Linked DNA regions of Mus musculus: region 1 is linked to region 2. Evidence: chromatin contacts called from public Hi-C data. All regions are on one chromosome and are shown on one strand. The core of a region is the stretch at or near the end of the contact, and the rest is flanking DNA. Distances in the headings are between cores, read along the strand shown. Region 1 holds the start of Tbx15 (T-box 15). Region 2 holds the start of Shox2 (short stature homeobox 2).

The links. A called contact is a pair of places that touch in the nucleus more often than the background predicts.
Region 1: a contact with region 2 is called in a Hi-C map of uterus, with 14 times the contacts expected there. The contact joins the promoter of Tbx15 here to the promoter of Shox2 in region 2. A contact is called at or near these places in 1 of 39 promoter capture datasets (cranial neural crest) and 2 of 484 Hi-C or Micro-C datasets (LSK cells and uterus).

The regions. Positions count from the first base shown.
Region 1 is chr3:99,252,300-99,255,141 of GRCm38.p6, reverse strand. It overlaps Tbx15 (T-box 15), which reads right to left and starts at 1,382. Exons shown (of 8, transcript NM_009323.2): 1 at 1,057-1,382. The coding sequence starts at 1,261.
Region 2 is chr3:66,980,210-66,983,079 of GRCm38.p6, reverse strand. It overlaps Shox2 (short stature homeobox 2), which reads left to right and starts at 1,309. Exons shown (of 5, transcript NM_001302357.1): 1 at 1,309-1,869. The coding sequence starts at 1,524. It also overlaps a transcript of Rsrc1 not described here.

The DNA.
Region 1 (2,842 bases), core at 133-2,632, about 32 Mb before region 2:
GGAAACTGAACTGTCACTGCTGAAAGAGAAAATGTAAGCGACAGCTGTCCCTCTTCGGGCTTTGGCTAGCTTTCAGGCCAGGATCCTCAAGCTCCCGAGCCTACTGCTGCTCCCATTCCTGTGTGGGCGGCTGCCTGACTCTTCCCCCCCACCCCCAAGCCGTGTAGGACAAGGAGTCTAGTCCTGGATCCTAGCTGGTCCGCAGGGACACCTTCTGCAGGGCCTTAGAAATCTGGGCTGAAAATACTAGTTGTTGAAAATATTCTGAAGCCGCTAAACCGAGTTATGAGTGTAGTGTTTGTGAGCGTGCTTACAGGATTTTGACAACAGCTGTTCCCCCGGGCTGTTTTGCACTGTTGAAATCTTGGCACTAAATACAAAATGTGAAGCTGTTTTCTCCCTCTTAGGGTTCTGTTAAAATACACACATTGACATCCGCCTTGAGTTTTAAGTGTTTTGTGCATATTAATTATGTACAATATGGAGAGATCTAAGAAAATTAGTTGAAACGTGCACCCACCCAAATACTGAGATGTGGGCACGGATTAAAGACCTGGGTCTCAGGATACAGTGTCTATCTACTATGTCCCCAGTGAAATAGAAATAATTATACTCCACCATCTAAAACTTAGTTGAGAGAGAAACTAAAAGAGAAAACCGGAACATTTCCCATGGCTGCCTTATAGGCTTCGTCTGGCAGCACTCGGGGGCTCTCAGAAGCACGGAAGCAAGTCTCAGATCCACTGGGCTCTTTCTCCAGTGTCTTTGACTGAGCTCTTTCAAACCCAGGGACCCGCAGCCCTCAGTCTCTGACACAAGAGAAGGGGGATGGACGCAAGTAGGCCTTGAAATTGGCGATTAAAATGCAAGGCTCGGGCCAGGCCCCCAAATTGGTTCCGGCGAATTTAGGGAGGCTCAAGGTATTTATGCCAAGAAAAAGGAACCCCCGTCGGAGTGAGGCAGGGAGTCAGCAGGCAGGGCCTCCCTCCACTCGCGGGGATACCGGCTGGTGTTCCTTCTCCACCCGCCTCCCGTCGTCCGATCCGACACACTCACCCGGGTGGGGCTCCAGGCCGTGTGTCGCCGGGTCGTCTGTGTCTCCGAGTGGGCCTGCGGGACTCAGCGCCTCCATGGACAAGTCCAGCCCCTTCTCCTCCCAGTCTCGCAGTTTCCGCTTTTTATTTGAGCCGATCAAGGCTTCAACGGAGAAGGCATGTGCTCGGGAGCTCAGGGCGACTGCAGATCTTCTCCGTTCACTCATTTTAGCCGCCCGCACCCGGGTCTCCTCTAGCCCGCGCTACTGAGCTGGCAGCCCCGCGGCCGCACGCTCCGAGCGCCCGCCGACCCGGCCCTGGAGAGGCGGCGGCGCCGCGGCCGAAACTGGGGCGGCGGCTCCGCGGGTGATCTGCGCCCTCCCTCCGTGTCCTCCCCCGCCCTCGACCGCCGGATCAGACCGGTGCCCCCAGCTGCCCCAGCCTCTAGGAACTAGCGCGGGGAACGCCGCCCGCCCGTTGCATGGAGCACTGAGTCCAGCTCCCCACCCACCCGGGCAGGCGCTCACAAACTCTGCTGACTGAACTTCATCTTTTCTTTTTTTTTTTTCTTTTCTTTCTTTCTTTTTTTTTTTTTTTTTTAAATTCACTCCCTCTTCCTTTTTCTCCTCCCTCTCCCCCTTCCCCACTCGTTCTTCCCGTCCTTCCCTGATCCAAACTTCTGGGAAACTTTTCCCCCCTGAATTCCTCCCTTCCCGAGGAACAGGGGGTAGGCAGTGAGCTCCTGTCCGAGGGGTGAGGGAAAAGGGAGGGGGAGCAGAAAAAGGCAGAGGGGAGGAAAGCCAGCCCCCAGCCAATGGCAAGAAAGGAACAAGAGAAAGCCCGAGAGCTCGGGCCAATGGGGAGAAGGGAGAGACTGAGGCTCGGGCCAAGGCTGTGCGCTGGCCATCCCCAGGATGCTTCTCTGCCAACTTTAACCCCTGGCTTCCCGGCACCCGACTTGTTTCTCTGTAGGAGGAGGGCAGTCGGGACAGCTCAAAGTCAAAATCTGATCTTCGCCCTTATAGACTCTACAAGTCCAAATACGAATCCATACAGTTTCCTTCCAAACTCTCAGGATCTAATAGAGCTAGCTATCATACTCAGTTCAGATGCAGATCTGGGAAGCTGATGCTGTGACAAAATGCTAACCTGTCCCTCTCCTCAAAAAAAAAAAAAAAAAAAAAAAAAAAAAGGCAGAAGATATTTCTGATCATATCACCCATGCCCCCAGGGGCTTTGAGATCTGCCCAAATTTCTCTACGCAGGTTTCTACTGTGTTCCAGATCAATGACTTTCTAAGCGGGTCCGGTTAAGGCAAAACGAAACAACAACAACAAAAAATTTTCCTGCTGCCATTCGGCCTTATAACTGAACATTTCAGGACTTCACGCTCCTTGTTCTACCTGATGGAGGGAGGAGACAGACACGCTGAGAGTTAAGAGACCTGCATGGGCCGCTTAGCTTGCCTCGGGGTCTGCAAACTTACCCTGCTAGACTGGGCCCCTGCACCACACAAATAGTAACTTTCATAGCGCAGCAGACTCTGAGCTGCGCTTCGCCTATCCCGGGCTCTTATTCCAAAGAACCCACAGCGGGTGCCGGGGTTGGGGGTGGGGGGGAGATAGATAAGACTTCTGATAGCTGGGAAGGAACTTTTTCAAAATTTCTTCAAATCCCCTCATCTCCAGAACTTGGCTCTCATCTCTTACTAATGATCTCCCTTTGCTCCCACGCCTCACTTTTAAAGCTTTCAGGACCGTTCATTCACCACAGATAACCTAGGAACTTAAAACAACATCCCCCACCAT
Region 2 (2,870 bases), core at 60-2,559:
CGCAGAACTCAAAAAGTAGTCATCTTTTGTTTTTCAGAATTAGGAAATCGAACTAGAATGCCCCCCAAGATGCTAAATAATTAAGGGCAGGGTGCAGGGAGTTGTTAGGAAAAGGAGTAAGAACCCTTAGACCTCATAGAGAAAATCGAAATGGAACTGCGCCTGACCGGGCTGTAAGAAAATACCTTAAGACCGAATCTGGCAGAGAACAGCTGCTCAGGAAACAAGTTAAATCGACCAACCCCTTCTAGCGGGATGTGTCTTTATGGGAGTCAGCTTTGACTCCAAAGTAGTAGAGTGAATTACAGGGACCAGTACTCAGTGAGGCTGGCTGCGCGTTCGGAAGATCCTAAAAGGAGGTGAAGCCTTCCGAGGTGCTGCAATGAAGCCCCATTCGCAGCAGGCGCGTGAAGACCGGATGCACCGCTGTGCAGCTGCAGCGGCTTGGAGCAAGAAAGGGTGCAGGAACGGAATACTGGAATGGTTGCTAGGCCTATTAACCATAGAGAGCCCGATACTGGGCCAGAGACCAGGGGTCATCATTGTAGGGTCGAGCAGTTGGGATGCCCACCCAGAGCGAGGCTGTAGGGTCGGGTACTCTCTGAGGATACCCACTGACTCTGATTGCAATGCACTTGTCAGTTTCCTCTTGGCCCCGCCTCCGAGAAGTCTATCCAGTTCCCCAGTGTTTTACTAAGTCGTGACACCAACGCAAAATCCACGCTTAATTAAATTAATTAGGGATTCTTGTCAATCCTGGATTAATGGCCAAGAGCACCAGCGGCCGAGGCTATCAGAAAACCCGACCGCTGAGGACCTGCCTCCTCTCCCCGCCCCCTCTGGTCCCCTGCTTGCCCTCCCTCTCCAGCCCGGTGGACTCCAGCCTGGATCCTCCATCCTCAATATTCATATTCATATTCTCTCTCTCTCTCTCTCTCTCTCTCTCTCTCTCTCTCTCTCTCTCTCTCTCTCTCTCTCTCTCTCTCGTCCCCACTCCCTCTCCTCCCCACCCCAGGTAGTGGCGCTCCTGCTACCCGCGAAGGGGTTCACTAGGAGTTGCGAGGGGAGGTAATTTACTCAGAACAAGAGGCCCGCCTTTAGGAAGTATAAATAGTGAGACTTCAAGAGCTGCGTCGCTATCAGATCTGAACTCTCCGCAGGAAGAATTGTCAAAGATCTTAACATTGAACACGCGCACTCCGGCAGGGAAGCATCAGTTCCCATTTCCCTCTGGCGGCCCCCGCCCCTTCCCTCCTCCCCCCTCTCCCCCTTTACCCCCTCCTTCCTCCTCCTCCTCCTCGTCCTCCTCCTCCTCTTACTTCTTTTTCTCCTTCTACTTCTCCTCTTCTTTCTTCTCCTCTTTTTCTTCTTCCTCCTCCTCCCTCTCCTCCCCCATCCCCCTGCCCCATTGATGTGTTATTATTGGGGGGGCTGGAGCAGTAAAAAAAGAAGGAGGAAAAAAAGAGCGGGGCTCGGCAGGGAGAGCTTGAGCGCGAGGTTGACCGGCGGCGGCAGCGGCCGCGATGGAAGAACTTACGGCGTTCGTCTCCAAGTCTTTTGACCAGAAAGTGAAGGAGAAGAAGGAGGCCATCACGTACCGGGAGGTGCTAGAGAGCGGGCCGCTGCGCGGGGCCAAAGAGCCCGGTTGCGTCGAGCCGGGCCGCGACGACCGCAGCAGCCCGGCAGTCCGGGCGGCCGGCGGAGGCGGCGGCGCGGGAGGAGGCGGAGGCGGAGGCGGAGGAGGCGGAGGAGGTGCTGGAGGAGGAGGAGCAGGCGGAGGAGCTGGAGGAGGGCGCTCTCCCGTCCGGGAGCTGGACATGGGAGCCGCGGAGCGGAGCAGGGAGCCCGGCAGCCCGCGGCTGACGGAGGGTAACGGCCTGCCCCCGGCCGCGGTTCCCCTTACTGCCTTCCCTTATCCTCGGGGCGGGAGAGGACCCGGGACCCGAGCGGGAGGAGGGCGGCATCGCAGAGGGCCCTGGACCCCAGCTTTGGGAGATACCGGGATAGTGGAGGGGTAGGAGGCCAGACTGCTCCGTCGTGGGTGGGGTCCTCGCGTGGGGGAGGGCGTGGGGTTTCGCGCACCCTTCTCTGTCGCTCCGGTTGCACCGAAATATGTTTTTCGCGAGCGGGAGGATGGGGCCGCGCTGCGGGACGGCGAAGTTTGTGTGGCCCGCGGCGAGAAGGGGTGCGGCAGGGGCTCACTAGGAGGCCGGTTGTAACTAGCCCGTAGTCCCGAGTTTGCCAGAACCCCTTTCCTAAGCCTAAAGGAGAGAAGGGGAGGGGAGAGAAAGAGGAGAGCCACACGACATTGCCCTTCTTTAGATTTGCCATCAAAACCACTGTAACTCTGCAAAGCCCCCAAATCTCCGGATCTTGGGGACCAAACTTCACATTCTTACTGAACAGTTAAGGTAGGAGCCAGCCAAAGGTCCAGGCCAAGGTGATTCCCTCTCGGTGGAGGAATTGAGGAGTAGAGGGTGGGGGACGACGACGAGGACACTACATACACAATTTCTTTACTGGCTAGAATCGTGCAGTACTTTAGGAGAGAGAGAGAAAGAGATGGAGAGAGAGAGAGAGAGAGAGAGAGAGAGAGAGAGAGAGAGAGAGAGAGAGAGACTTTTGGAGAGAGCAGTGTTAGAAAAAGGCTTTATCTAACCGGTGAAGCGTCCATCAACTCAAAGTTAAAAATTAATTTGGCACTCGGTACTGCAGTAACTGGTGTGCTGCCATATTTTTCCAATTAAGAAAATATGTGGCATGCGTAGAATCACAAATTTAAGCAAGCAATTAACTTGTTTATAACACGGTCTGTTCCTGTTTAGGCCATTAAGTGGAAAGTTGGGGGCGAAAGAGACATTATATTAAGT